Linked DNA regions of Gossypium hirsutum: region 2 is linked to region 1. A link is a contact called in public Hi-C data. All regions are on one chromosome and are shown on one strand. The core of a region is the stretch at or near the end of the contact, and the rest is flanking DNA. Distances in the headings are between cores, read along the strand shown.

Region 1 (7,545 bases), core at 2,969-5,468:
CCATCAGCAATTGGGATAACTGACTCATATCTTTCTTTGGGATTCCATCATTTGATCTTTCATCTCTTGTTGAATCTTGGTTAGCTGTTCTTGCATCTGTGACTGCATTTGTTCCTACGTGTCCTTTTGCATTTTTTTTGTCCATTGATTTGGTCTTTTTCCTTGTACCGTAAGGGTGCGTACTTGGTTGGTTTTCGTTGGTTTCCAGATTATTGAAATAATTATTAATTAATTAGAATCTTTTTATGACCTTTAATGCATATTGTAATGTAATACAAATGCATGAATGCAAATGAGGCATTGATTTTAATTCAATTCCATTTAGAAAACTTTACTAGAAAATAAAATTCTTTACATAAAACTGAGTTACAAATAAGACTTCACCCTAATGCTCAGAGCCTTAATTTTCCTAAGCAACGAGGCTAGCTCCTGCCCCCGATCTGACTCTAGCTCGTACTTCACGCTCAGTATGTCCGCTTGTACCGCTAAAATTTGCAAGTAATCGGCTACCTCCTAAATCTGGATTACGACTTCTCCCATAATGTAATCCCTGTTTCTGACTTGGTCTTGCGCATGGTGAAGCTGTTCTTCCAACGCTCCTCACTTGCTTCGAAAAATTGAATCCGCATCTCACAGCTTTGTAATGACACTTCTAATTCTTCTACTTTGCTTTTCATTTCTTCTACCTTACTCAAGCTTACTCTCAACTCTATTGCGGTATTACGGCTTTGGTACTGATGAATAGACTTCTCGAGTTCTGCCACTTTAACCCTTAATTCACCTCGTTCATTTCTACTTTCTAACAGACTCTTCTCTAAATCCTCATTTCATGCCTGAGCCTCTCGGAATTTCCTTTCCCATCGGTCGGCTTTGATCTTTTCCTCTCGAATTTGCTGGCGCGATTGCTTTGAAGTTTTACCTAACCCAGCAGTCCTCATAGACAGGCATAACTTCTTATAATCTGCCTTCAAACTATCCAGATCCTCTTTGGCCTTACTTTTCCCTTTTCTCCACTTCTCATCCTCTGACCTCTGAATGTCTACATCTAATCTCAGATGCATCTTTTCTTCCTCTAACTATTCGATCTTCTTCCCAAGCTCAAAACTCTTCTTCTCAAAATTTTGTTTTATAATTTCTAACTCTGATGGGGCAACTTGTAATTGTTCTTCCATAGGTCGAGTATCTTCTAAACTTGGCGTAGGAATATTATCATTGACCTTTTTCCTAAACCATCCATTGTATTCAGGTGTCACCATGGAACCGACAGCCAACCTCTTCATCCAACGAGTTTGCTTCCAAGCATCAGGCAGTTCCCAAACCTTATTCTTATAGTGGTCACATTTATAGGAGAATTCACACTGAGCAAGCCCGTAAGTTGTGGGTACAAGTTGCCTCAATTTATATTGCTTTAATGCAAGCAATGGAGTATACCCAGTAGCTCTACAAATTCTTGACAATGGTACCCAATCAAAATTCCCGCATCGATATAGGATTTCATTAGAAACCATCCAAAGAGCTCTCCACGCTATGTCCTCTTCCTTGAGATTCTGAAGAATTTCCATCCATTTTCCCTCTGAAATATCGTCTCTCCTCTGCATGGCTGCCTCTTCCTTTAACGGGGAATAACTTTCAGAAAAGACCCGGTAAGAAACCTTGTTTACCTTTCAAAAGTGCCCATGGAACCACACCATCAACAGCTATGCACACCCAATAAGACGCCCCTCGCCCGTCTTCTGACAAATGCTTAAGGATCTGAACGTCTCAGCCAATATTGTAGGTACAAGTGTGATTCCTTCTCAAGATGGTTGAATAAGTCAGTGACTGCCTCATCTACATGCCTTAAAGCTTAAGGAAAAATTACCAATCCATAGATACTTAAGGCGAAGATATCGACCCTCTTTCTTTCATCTGGATATGTTAAAACCAAATCTCTCAAATTCTCCCAAGGGATACAATTACTATCCCCCTTTTGTTGAATTCGAGCAGTGACCCAAGGCTCACTCATCCCTGAAAGATTCATCAATTTTTTCACGAAAGTTTGACCATTAAACCTTGGCATAAGCTTTTCTAACTTGAACTTTTGAACACTTGAGCAGGGTAGTATATTCCTCCACGGTAGGCACTAAATCCACTTCCCCAAAAGTGAAACACTTGTAAGCAGAATTCCAAAATTTAACTATAACTCGAAACAGATACTTGTCCACCTTAATATTTAGCAAGTAGGATATATCACCATAGCTTTGATAGAACAACTGTTTCGTTCCCTCATCCCAATGAGCCCATATATCTCTCAACTCTTGTAACTTATTTTGTGTTACATTGACGCAAGTGAATTCCTGCAACTCTGATGTATATCCTTCTACCAGGCTATCCTCTTTCTCAGATTGTAACTTCTCTGACCATGCAAGGTCGGCCGTATTCTCCATGTTAAATCTTCTAAGTTAGTAATCAAATATGAATTAACACCTCCTTTAGTATGCAATGTCATGCAAAACACAATCAAAACAAAACACAAGTTAGTATCAAATATAAGTAATACGATACCAACAGAAACCAAAAATAATCAGAACACAGATATGGGCCACTACTAATGCTTAACATGACTCTACCTAAGGGTAGCTCTTAAGGTTCACTATATGTGGTTCGGTTCTAAAGAGAAGGTACCTGAACCAGCAGATTCCTCAATCCTCACCCATTATAGGCTCATATGGATCGAGTTCGATTCAGGGGAATACATTTCCCTATGACCATACAGAGATGAAAATCTCACGAAAGTATAGGTACAGATGTATCCAGGAAGCAATCCACTAGCCAATGCGGAGGTGAAAACCTTACGAAAGCATACTTTCTTACTCCCACTTAAAGGTATAGCCACAACGGTCATGCAATGCAATGCAATATTATTCTACAAGACCCAAACCATAACAATCAGACAAACAAATGCAATCATGATTTTCAAAACAAAGTTTCAATATTTTGACAAAAGGACAACAAATAATCAATTTTATGGCTTGACTCTCTTGTTGGGTCCTCAGTGGAGTCACCAAGCTGTTGAAACTATTTTTTTATTTTGATTTTTGAAAACAACGGGGATCAACTTTGTAAGACCCAATTTGTGCCTGGGTCCACACAAAAACCAAAAAAATAAAATAAATAAAACCAAATGTTTTAATAGTTCCAGTCCATTTACATTTATAGCTTAATAAACCCCAAAGAGCCTGAGTTAATTTAAAACCTAAATAAGTCTAGATCAATTAGCCTAAGTACAAAAGCCCAAAAATAACAGCCCAAATTTAAACCTTTGTCCAAAGTAAAATTAACCCAAAAGGCCCAATGTCTAAATTCTTTCAGAAACCTTAAGGGTTTCTGAAGTCTCCTCGTGCCGCAATAGCCTCCAAGCTCCAACAGCTTGACTCCGAGGTAAGCTCCCAGGGCCCAAGTCAATTGAAGCTTCTGGAAGCCACTACTATAGCTCCCATGAACAGTCCCACCGCGTCAGCAACACCACGACCTTTGTACCTGCAAAATGGACTAGCAAACAACACAGCAGATATACAACAATTGACAGCAAATGCATAACAGAAAATCCAAGGCCATTGTATTTTCTTTTATTTTTATTTATTTTTTCTTATTTCTCTTGATTCGGCTAAAAAAGCCAGAGAATCAGCTATAAAGAGGATCAGTTTTTTTCAGAAAATACACACGCATATTTTATGAGTACAAATCTAGAAAAGTTTGAATAAGAAATCATCTCAAGAGCAGTTTTTCAAAAGGTGATTTAGATTTTATTTTCTTTTGGATTCAGCTCCTATTTTTTTTAAAGCTTTGTTACTACATATGAAAGCAAAAAAAATAAGTAAAGGGGAGAGACTTAACTTTTTTTTGGAAGCTTCAAAATCCTTGTTTGCTTCGTGGTAATCGAAGCCTAGATGAGGATTGAAGTTAAAGCCTAGAAAAACTCATGGATTTGCGGTCAAATAGGGCCAGATTAAGCTTTCGTCTGACGTCGTCTGTTGAATATGGAGATGAAATGGCGGTTGTGAAGCTTCCGGTCGAATGAATAAGGGATAGACCTTAGGTTTTGTTTTATTTTGATTTGTTTTTATTAGTTTTAAGGTTTTTACCTTATTTTGTGCAGAACATGAAACGGTACCGTCTGGAGGAAGAAGATCCGCACGCCGACCCGTTTTGTGGCCCAGATCCGCGCCCTTTTACTTCGAATGGTCAAATTGCGCGACTAGTTCGTTTTCGCGCAGACCTTTAAATTGAACCTTATTTCCACTTTACTTCATTTCAAATTTGGCATAGAATTTGCGCGTCTTTGCAATTTAATCTGCGCCTAAACGCCATGTTTTGGGATCTGGAATATTTTCAGTTTTGATCCTTGGACGTTCGCGCGCATTGAGCTTCAGTCATTATTTTAATTTCAATAGTTTTTTATTTTATTAATTATCCCTCTAGTTTGATTTTTATTTCAATTAAGTTTTTTTTCCATTTTAATTTGTATAATTCATTTTTTTATCTCTTATTTTTATACATTTTAAATTATCTTGATAAATTATTTTGTTTTTATTACAAAATTATTATTTTAAAATCACCTTTTATATATTATATTATTTCAAAATTTTGTATAATATTTAATTTAACTACCCTTATATATATTGTTAATATATATAATTTATATTAAAATTGGTTTTATTTTATATACATTGATTAATTCCATGTTATTTTATATAATTGCTTTTAAATCTGTTTATTATGTATATAGCTTATTCTTTAGAAGACATATTTTATTATTTCTTTGTTATTAAAGATCCTTACATGTATATATTGCTTTGTTATAGATTGGTTTGTTATTTTTTTTCATGTATATTGTTTATCCTTTATTTTATTATATTTCCATTATATATTGTATACATTGATTTTTTCTATTATGGCATGTATATTATCACCTTTAATTAGATTAATTTTTTTTATGTTATTGGCTCCAAATTTCTTCTTTCACAATATATATTTAAATACTCATTTACATAATCTTAGTTTTATTTTTATATATGTACATTATTTCAAATCCAATCATGTGTTGTTCATTTTGTAAATTTTCATATATTTAATAGTTTTCAAATTATTTTCAAATTGTTTTGTATGCTATGTGTTGCTTTAGTTTTCATATTGTTTCATGTATTATCGTTTTATATTGATTATTAGCTTTTTGCACTATTATTTAAGTTTTTGTCCATCTATGTCCGAAACTTGTTATATTTCTTTCTAATTAGTTTCTTGGATGCGAGCTCATTGCTATTGTGTGTATGTTAATTTGTTCTTTTTGTTTACTTGTATAATATTTCGTATAGTAATCCATGTTTGTAACTTTGATTTTTTTTTTCCTATATTGTTGTATCGTGATTCAAACTTCAATATTTTGATTGATATTAGTTGTTTCGTTGTTATTTCAAGAAAAATAAAAGCGTTTTGAGCAAATTCTCAATTTTCCTTATTGTTCAAAAATTCTGAAATAAGGCAATATCTAATATTTAGGAAATTCGGAAAATCGTGCTCAATCGTACTGGGTATGACTTTTCCGGTGAACCAAATATTTGGATAATCTTTTATAATTTAATGTATGAGTTTTCCAAAGTTGAAAATCAATCGCATCTTAAACTTATAAGGGATCGTATCCAATCGTACTAGGTATGAAACCGCATATCTTTGAAACAAGAGATTTTTTACTGCTAATTTGAGCTATTCAAACATTTTAAAAGAATCATACTTCGGAAAATCTTTTCTTTTAAAACTTTTGATATGAGGACAGTATCAAATCAATTGGGTACCAATTTTTAGGCGTAATGAGGGTGCTAACCCTTCCTCATGCGTAACCGACTCCCAAACCCCTTTTTTTAACTAAACCAAATTTATTTTTCATTGAACAAAGCGTTTTAATAGGTGGTCCAATCGCACCTAAATCAAGAGATTGGTGGCGGCTCCACATTTTTGTTTTCAAAAGTCGATCCCCTTTGCTTTCAAAATAAAAAAAAGGGTTTCGACAAACGTTTTGAAACCCAAATGTGGAGTCGCCACCAATCTTTTGTTTTGGTGTGATTGGATCACCTTAATAAAATATTTTATTCCATTTAAATCAATTTTGGCCTACGAAATTTGAGTAAACGGGTTCGGGAGTCGGTTACGTATGACGAAGGATTAGCACCCTCACTACGCCCAAAATTGGTACCAAATTGATTAAGTACTGTCCTTATGTCTAAGATTTAAAGCTATTTTTGAAATATGGTTCCTTTTAAAACATTTGAATGGCTTAAGTTGGTCGTCCGAATTCTCTCGTTTCAAAGGTATACAGCATCACATCCAGCACGATAAGACACGATCCTTTATACCCTCGAAAACACGATAAATTTTTTACTTCCAAAAGTTTATATGTTGAAAATTACAAAATGATGCCCAATTATTTAGTCCAACGAAAAACTGAAACCTAACACAGTAGAGCACGATTCCTGAAACTTCCAAACATTGAATATTACCTTGCTTTATAATTTGTAAAACACGAGTGAAATTCTGAAGGAATATTCAATTATTTTGAACAAACCAGAAATCGAAACCCAGCACGATAGGGCACGATTCCCGAATTTCCAAACATTGAACATTGCATTGTCTCAGAATTTGAAAAACACGAGTGAAATTCTAAAGGAATATTTGATTATTTTGGACAAACGGGAAATCAAAACCCAACATGATAAGGCACGATTTCCTGAATTTCCAAACATCAAACATTGCCTTCGTTTTAAGGAATTTTCAAATGAATAATTATAAAACCAGCTTAAAACACATTAATTTGATTTAAAATAAAATGGAAAAATTAATTTTTTGAATAATAAGTTGAAAATTATAATGCAATACTTGTGAACGAAAGGGCAAAGTTTCTAGTATAGAATAAATACATGGATAACGGACTCTATTAATGAATGGAAATAGTGAAAAAATAAATAAAGCAAAGCAAATTACCATATACAAAGTAACATTAAGCTCACATCCAAACATTTACAATTCAAACAATGAAAACTAGTAATATAGTTAATTAAAGAAACAAATAAGCATAAAGATTATAATAAGCTTCCATGCATAGATAAAAGAGCAACACAAAAGACTAACACGCAATATAAAACTATAAAATATTAACAATATGCAAACCAAAAACCCCACATAATATACCGAATGATATAAACTCTAAGAACTAATACGAGGCGAAACGATATAAAAACTATATATAAAAAATTATAAGCGAATAACACATGCAGAACTTGAAATAATTTATATATATATATAAAACTAAGTATATACATAACTTATTATTAAAATAAACCTTATAAAAAAGGGAATTTGAGTCAAATAATGTACAAAATATTTTTAGAATGAAATATATACTTAAAGTTGGCCATGCACAGATAATAAAAAAATTTAAAGAATATATAAAATATGAAAGGTTTTTAAATAACAAAAAAAATGTATGATAAAATATATTTTATATACATAAGG
Region 2 (7,545 bases), core at 2,099-4,598, 360 kb before region 1:
CTAAATCGAGCATTAAGTGTGCGATATCGATCGTGGAGAATTGCTTGTGCAAATGAAAAAGTTTAGAACTTTAAACTGGGAGTAATGAAATGTGCCTGGATATTAGACATGGGACTTGATCTTAATCTGTATATTAATAGATAATGCTTGGGAAGAGAGAAAGAAGAGAAAGGTAATCGGCTCAATTAGTATATAATTGAACAAAGATATAAATTAGTGATAAATGAATCTAAATGGATTGGAGATTTGATTGATAGATGGAGGGGCTTGGTTTGTGCTTTATTTAATTAATTGAACATTGTTTGTCATTTATATATACGCAAATGATATGCATATGACATTTACCATGGTCTTTTCAATTTGCGATTAAATGGTGTAGGAGTACATAGTGAATTCGGGTAAGAATGTACCAAATTCATAATGTACACATGTGACATAAGATTTCCTTGTGATATCATGTTTGAATTCGGCTAATATTGGATTGAAACTTTATTTTTGTTAAGATAATTGGATCATTACATTTTTGAAATTTCTTAGGACTTATTGAGTTAATAACTCACTTGGTGTGTTTATTGGTTTTGTATAGATCATCTTGTTGAGGAAAGCTTGGATTCGTTACGAAGTCATCACATCTTTTGACAACCCTTTTGGTATCTTTGTTTAAAGCTCTAGTAGACATTATGGCATGTATAGAATAATATTTTGGGAGGTTTGCTATTTTGATAGTATTGTATATATAAAGGCATGCGAATATGGCTAAAGTTCTATGTATGGATTTGATAATGGTTTAAATATAAATCTTGAAGTGAAATCAACTTGACATATAAGTTCATATTGTGATATGAGTGTGATTATGTTATGCTTGAACTAACATGTTAAGCATTCAAGATACATTATGTATGTGTATTCGGTCAAGAGGAGAAAAATCACCTTACATTTTTACCCTTGTTTTAGTATGCGCATACTATAGAAGTTACTCCTGGAAACGTGCAATTATTGTTCTAATTATTTAAATTAATATTAGACACAGGTATTAGGGTGTTACAACAGATGTCGTTGTAATTTTGCCAAATATTAACTTACCTTTGGGTCAATCAATAAACGCATGAATCACAAAAACATATAACCATCTTAGTATTTCAAATAAACTAATCTACACAAAAGAGGTCACATTTTGTTTCAACTAATTTATTTAAAATATTAGATATCCTTAATTAAAAGCCAAAATCTGAATTTATTTGTTCCAAAATATTTACCTTAATTTCATCTTTCAATCAAATTAAAAGATAAAACATAAATATATATTTATATTATTTTCCAAAACATTAAACCAATCAAAGCATGCATATTTTATATATTTATATAAACAAACAAAACATAGATATGAATCAATTTCTATATATATATTTATATATATGTATTTTAAATGTCATATGGATTAAAATAATAATAATCACATGCCTTGCAAATACACAAGAACTGAATCGCAATATTTTCAAATAAAACTTAAAAACGTAGGTATCAAATAATATTACCCAATTTTAATATGAAAATCACCCAATTTTTTTTAATATGAATTCAAGATAAAGAAAACTTTAATATAAATTTTCAAAAAACAACATATATATCCGAAATATAAAACCCATGAAATTTCAAGAATCAATTATTCAAATGAAGAACCTGAATCAATTTCCAATGATTCGATATGACGAGGCTCGGATGCCACTTGTTAGAATTTATAAAATAAATCTACAATATAACTTAATAAACCAGGATCTGTTATGTCAAATCATTAAGAATAAATCAAGAACAAAACTAGATGCGGAAGCGTACTTGAATCCATGGATTCCTTGAAACTTTCTGAAACTTGGGGATTTGATCTTCCAAATTAGCACACAAGAAACTCAGAGAATATCTACTCTTTCTTTCCTAATGATGGGATATTAGAAAAGATATCTTGTGTATAATTTGGGACCATAACCCTAATATTTATAACTTTAGCATATTAGTTCTAATCAAATTCTAATTAGCCCATCATTAATTAGAATTTGATTAGAAGAGTATCTACACATATTTGACCCATACTTTCTTTATTTAATAATTAAAAGCCCAATAAAATTCTAACCAAATTAGATCACTTTTAATTTGGGCTAACCTATCATGATAGTAAATAATAACATGTAATTATCCTTATTATATATGTGATGTCCAAATTTTCCAACATATGATTCTTCTGTCAGAAGGGACAGTGCGAGTGATGGAGATATCAATCTACTAGCAGACGACGTGAAAGTTTCTATCGTCAATGGAATTCCAGCTATTAGTTTCTCAGATCGTGTTAAAGAAATTCTTTATAAAGAAATGGAACTAATAGTTATTATTAAATTGTTAGGGAGAAACGTTGTTTTAAATACTTTATATAATCGTGTTTCTAACTTGTGGAAACCTTGTTCTTCGTTTCATCTTATGGATATTGAAAATGGTTATTACCTGGTTCGTTTTTTGAAAAGGGCTGATTATGATCGTGTTTTATCACAAGGACCATGGATCATCTTTGGACAATACCTCACGGTTCAACCTTGGACCAAGGATTTCAACCCTATGCAACTGTATCCCAGTGTGGTTTTGGCTTGGATTTGGTTACTGGGTCTACCGAGGTTTTTGTATCATCGGCAAATTGTGGAGGCTATTGGGGGGCTTATTGGAAAAGTTGTCAAACTGGATTTCCACACAGATAATAGATCCAGAGGCCGGTTTGTTCGTCTTGCTATTTTTTTAAATCTCGACAAACCCTTGATTTCTCAGGTTTTGATCGATGGCATCGCTCAGAGGGTGGAATATGAGGCTCTCCCCACGGTTTGCTTTGGACGTGGAAAATATGGTCATGTCAAAGATTTTTCTCCTAAGGAGAATGCGAATCGAAATCCTATCAGCCAGTCAGAAGTAGTCAAAGATGTGTCGGTTAAGGCCGCTGGTGGAAATGCCGAAGAAGCTAGACCAGAATTTGGCCCGTGGATGCCGGTTGAGAGGAAATCGCAGCGAAATTTGAGGAATGGTCGGGGAAATGCTAGATCTAACAAAGGAGAGATTAAAGGGGAAAATCATCAGAAGGAACCGTTGGCGTCTAGGTTTTTAGCGTTAATAGGGGAAGATGAAAATAGCGATACTTATGATATGCCTGTTAGGAATCTTCTGTCGGTGGGAGATTATGATTTTAATGATGCTAGAAAGGGTAGTCTAAATGCCAGAATTGGGGTTAACTCTTTGGGGGATTTGGACTCTAGTGTTGGTCCAAGTAATATACCCACTAAGCCTTCCAAAGTAAAGGCCACAGATGGGCCAAAAGGGAACGATGCTTTGAAGAATGTCAGCCTGCGGTTAACTCCTGACCTAGCTCATAAATCCAGTTCAGATCCTGAGCTCTCCAAAGAAGCTGATGCGGTGGAAAACTGGGCTAAATTGGGACAACTTTCTGGTGGGCCCACGAAGGAACCAAATTCGCACATAATTTTGGGCCAAAATGCCTTGGACAAAAGGCCAATGCATGATAATAACTTTACTCAAATCTTGCGCAAGGAAATTAAAAATCTAGAATTTAATTCTAATTCTAATTCTAATTTTAATAATGCAGGTACAACGCACCATGCCAGTTCAATTATTGATATGGTCGTGGATGATGTTAAATGTGGGGATTGCTCAAATAAAGTTCAAGGGGTTTCAAATGGTGGAAATTTTGATAATATTGTAGCGCACTTCAACTGGCTTTCGAATGCTCTGAGGGCACCCCTGTTATTATTTCAGAGGATGTCTTGGAACCCGAGAAACATTCTGCAATAAATTTTAAAGACCCCTCCCATAAAAAAAGGAAAAGGTAGCTCGGATAAATCTACTTGTGGAAATTTTGGTGAAGGAGTACCCGTTTCTAGAGAGAAGTTTGGTGGTAAAGATTTAATTGGGGCAATGGTCAAAAAGCGTCCAATGCTTTGCGTGGTAGTGGGAGTCGGTTCAAAGCTTCAGGAAATTATAGAGTATCCTTGGTCGAATCTATGGAGGAAATGGCTAAATTTATATCTAGTCCTAACCTTTGTAAGGATCTTAATTCTAGATCGGAAGGGAGAGCCTTGGTTAAGGATGGGGACAATGCCTCCCGATAGTAATTCGTATGTTTTTCTAATTATTATTATTTTTTATATATGAATTTTACAATATTTTCTTGGAATTGTCAAAGTTGTGTTAGTGTTAAGTTTCCTCGTATTTTTTGAGAATATTATCAGGAACATAGTCCTGATATTATTAGTCTACTCGAGACAAGAGTTAGTGGGTCTAAAGTAGATCACAGTATTGCTAAATTGGGTTTCCCTAATTCACACCGTGTCAAAGCGATTGGTTTCTCGGGGGGTATTGGATTGGTTGGAAGAACTTTGTTTGCCTTGAGATAATTTTTAATCATCCTCAATTCATCATGGCTCGGGTTGGGACTACGTTTTCTTCAAATTCTATCTTTATTCGTTTGTATATGGGAGTCCGAATAAGCAGAAGTGCTCGGATTTATGGGATATATTGAAAAGCTCGATTCCCTTAGGGAACGTTCCATGGGTTGCTATTGGAGATTTCAACGTTATTCTTTTGCCATCTGAGAAATTAGGTGGTATGTCTACAGGTAGGCACTGCCCTCTCTTTGGTGATTTTGTGGATAAAGCTAAACTTCATGATTTAGGGTTCAGAGGTCCACCCTTTACTTGGCATAGGGGACTGCTTTTTGAAAGACTTGATATGGCTTTGGGAAATGAAGCTTGGGTTCAAGCTTTTCCCAATAGTTTGGTCACTCATCTCCCAAAAATTAAGTTCGACCATAGGTCTTTTCTCCTCTTATTAAATCCAAAGGTCTCTCTCCCCAAAGGCCGGCCTTTTCGTTTTCTGGCCGGATGGGTTGAACATCCCGAGTTTGGAAAGTTTGTGGAAGATAACTGGGACTTCTCTGGTGACATATCTAATTCTTTAAGTATGTTCACTCGTGAGCTTAAGGATTGGAATAAGACGATTTACGATCGTATCACTTCTCATAAAAGGTCTCTTCTTAAGGAGCTCACTAAAATCTAGAAAATTATGGATCTCTCAGGGTCTAATCGGCTAGCCCAGGTAGAGTTAAAGATTCGACAAGAATTGGAGACTGTTCTTCGCCACGAAGAACTTCTGTGGAAACAAAAGGCTCGTTTTGATTGGCTTAATCTTGGAGATCGCAATACTAAGTTCTTTCATACTCGTACGACACGACAAAGGAAGAATAACCGTATTACTATGATTCGCAACGACTGTGGGGAGTGGATTTATGACACGGAAGTTATTGAAGCTGAGGCTAATAAATTTCTACAGAATTTATATGGGGAGCCACCTGGACCCATGGGATGTTTACCTCCTAGTAAGTTCCCTAGCCTTGGTCAAGATGATATTTCTTTTTTGGAAAGGCATGTTTCTAATGAGGAAATCAAGGTGGCTCTCTTTGATATGGCACCTCTCAAAGCTCCTGGCAGTGATGGTTTCCATGCACTTTTTTTCCAGAAGCAGTGGAATACGGTAGGGGACGAGGTTTGTAATTGGGTGAAAAGTATCTTTAATGGGGCACCATCGACACTGAGTTGAATAACACGTTAATTTTCCTCATTCCTAAGGTTGATAATCCTGATGAATTTGCTCAATATAGACCGATTAGTCTGTGCTTTATGTTATATAAACTTGTGATGAAGATTGTTGCGAATCGTTTCAAGATCATTTTTCCAAAGATTATTGGAGCGAAGCAAGCTAGTTTTATTTCAGGTAGGAATATCACTGATAATGTCATTATCACCCAAGAGGTGATTCATTTGATGAGAAGTTTTCCCAAAAGAAAATGGATGACTATTAAGATTGATTTGGAGAAGGCTTACGATAGAGTACGATGGGACTTTATCAAAGCTTCTCTTCAGGCTGCTGGTATCCCTACTTTACTTATTAACATTATTATGTCTTCTATTACTATTCTTCGATGCAGGTTCTTTGGAATGGAGTTCCTTTGTCCAAATTTAAGCCAGCTAAAGGTATTTGACAAGGATGCTCGCTCTTACCTTATCTCTTCGTTTTATGTATGGATTGGCTTGGCCAAGAGATCCATTCGGCTATTTCGGAGAGACAATGGAGCCCTATTCATCTCTCTCGTTTTGGGCCTCCCATTTCGCACTTGTTCTTTGCTGATGATTTAGTTATTTTCAGCAAAGCATATATGAAGCATATTCGACTCATCAGGAATATTTTGGCAAGGTTTTGTGATTTCTCTGGGCATAAAATCAATGCTGGGAAAACAAACATCTTTTTCGCTAAAGGCTTGGACGTTACAGTGGCAAACTCGATTAGTTCTTTATTTGGATTTCAAAAAGTCCAGAATCTCGGACATTATCTTGGTATTCTGCTTTTTCATCAGAGGTGACTAATGGTACTATGCATTTCGTGGTCGAAAAAGTTAGAAGAAAACTCCTAAGCTGAGACGCTAAGAGTTTATCCATTGCCGGTCATATCACTTTGGCCCAGTCGGTCCTCATGTCTATTCCCAGCTATTTTATGCAATCCATACTGATTCCTAGGAGTATTTGCGATGAGATTGAGAGTCTGGTGAAGCGATTCACTTGGGGTTCATCTGAGCATAAGAAAAAGATGTCTCTCATTGGTTGGGATTCTAGTTGTCAACCCAAATGTTGTGTAGGGCTTGGATTACGGAAGTTACGAGACCAGAATATCTTGTTTCTGCTTAAGCTGGGGTTCAATATTGTAACCAACAAAGAGGCCTTTAGGTTTAGGTTATTAGAGCCAAATATCGTTTGACTGATACTCTTCCTATCTCTATTAGGCATGACAGAGGTTCGTTTCTTTGGAATTCTCTCTCCAAAGTTTGGCCTCTACTCCGAGAAAACTTAGTTTGATCTGTTGGGGATAGATGCCAAATTCGTTGTTGGTAAGATGCTTGGATTCCTAATGTGGGGCCTTTGGTAAAGTTCCTCCCACTAGGTGTCGATCTTAGACCTGAGTGCTATCTTAAAGAAATGGTAAATGCGGATGGATCGTGGAATCTTGATTTGTTTAGAATTTGGCTTCTGGAGGAGGTGATTGATTTGATCGTGGCTATCCCCCCTCTTTGCCCCTATGAGGGGCCAGACATAATCTCCTGGGGTCACACTTCGACTGGAAACTTTACAGTTAAGAGTGCTTATAAGGTTTGTAGGAGTGATGATTGGAGTTCGAAGGATGATAAGTGGAAAAGTGTCTGGAAATTTCCAGGACCACAAAGAGTTCATTTTTTTCCTTTGGTTAGTTCTCAAACAACGTCTTCTCAGTAATATGGAAAGGATTAGAAGAGGTTTAGCGGATGATCCTTTTTATCCTATATGTGGCTTTCATTCGGAAGATATCTTCCACATCCTCAGAGATTGTTCTGCTGCTAAAGATGTGTGGAGTCAGATCATTTCAGGTAGTCGCTCTACAAACTTTTTTCCCTTAACTTACAAGAGTGGATTCTTG

Evidence for each region. Hi-C and Micro-C count contacts between places; a contact is called where the count stands out from the background.
Region 2: a contact with region 1 is called in a Hi-C map of leaf, with 2.0 times the contacts expected there. The contact joins two enhancer-like sites. A contact is called at or near these places in 3 of 34 Hi-C or Micro-C datasets (all in leaf).

Annotation. Positions count from the first base shown.
Region 1 is chrA04:8,899,269-8,906,813 of Gossypium_hirsutum_v2.1, reverse strand. No RefSeq gene overlaps it. Among protein-coding and RNA genes, the nearest start is that of LOC107948686, 18 kb to the right of the region's middle. Within about 2 kb of position 4,218, at least 9 of the 9 cell types and tissues checked have an H3K27ac peak or open chromatin away from gene starts, as enhancers often do. A contact at or near this core is called in leaf, where this site is marked.
Region 2 is chrA04:9,254,109-9,261,653 of Gossypium_hirsutum_v2.1, reverse strand. LOC107908079 reads left to right here. Exons shown (of 5, transcript XM_041111159.1): 3 at 2,241-3,475; 4 at 3,632-3,780; 5 at 4,537-5,100. The coding sequence ends at 5,100. Among protein-coding and RNA genes, the nearest start is that of LOC107908079, 13 kb to the left of the region's middle. Within about 2 kb of position 3,348, at least 9 of the 9 cell types and tissues checked have an H3K27ac peak or open chromatin away from gene starts, as enhancers often do. A contact at or near this core is called in leaf, where this site is marked.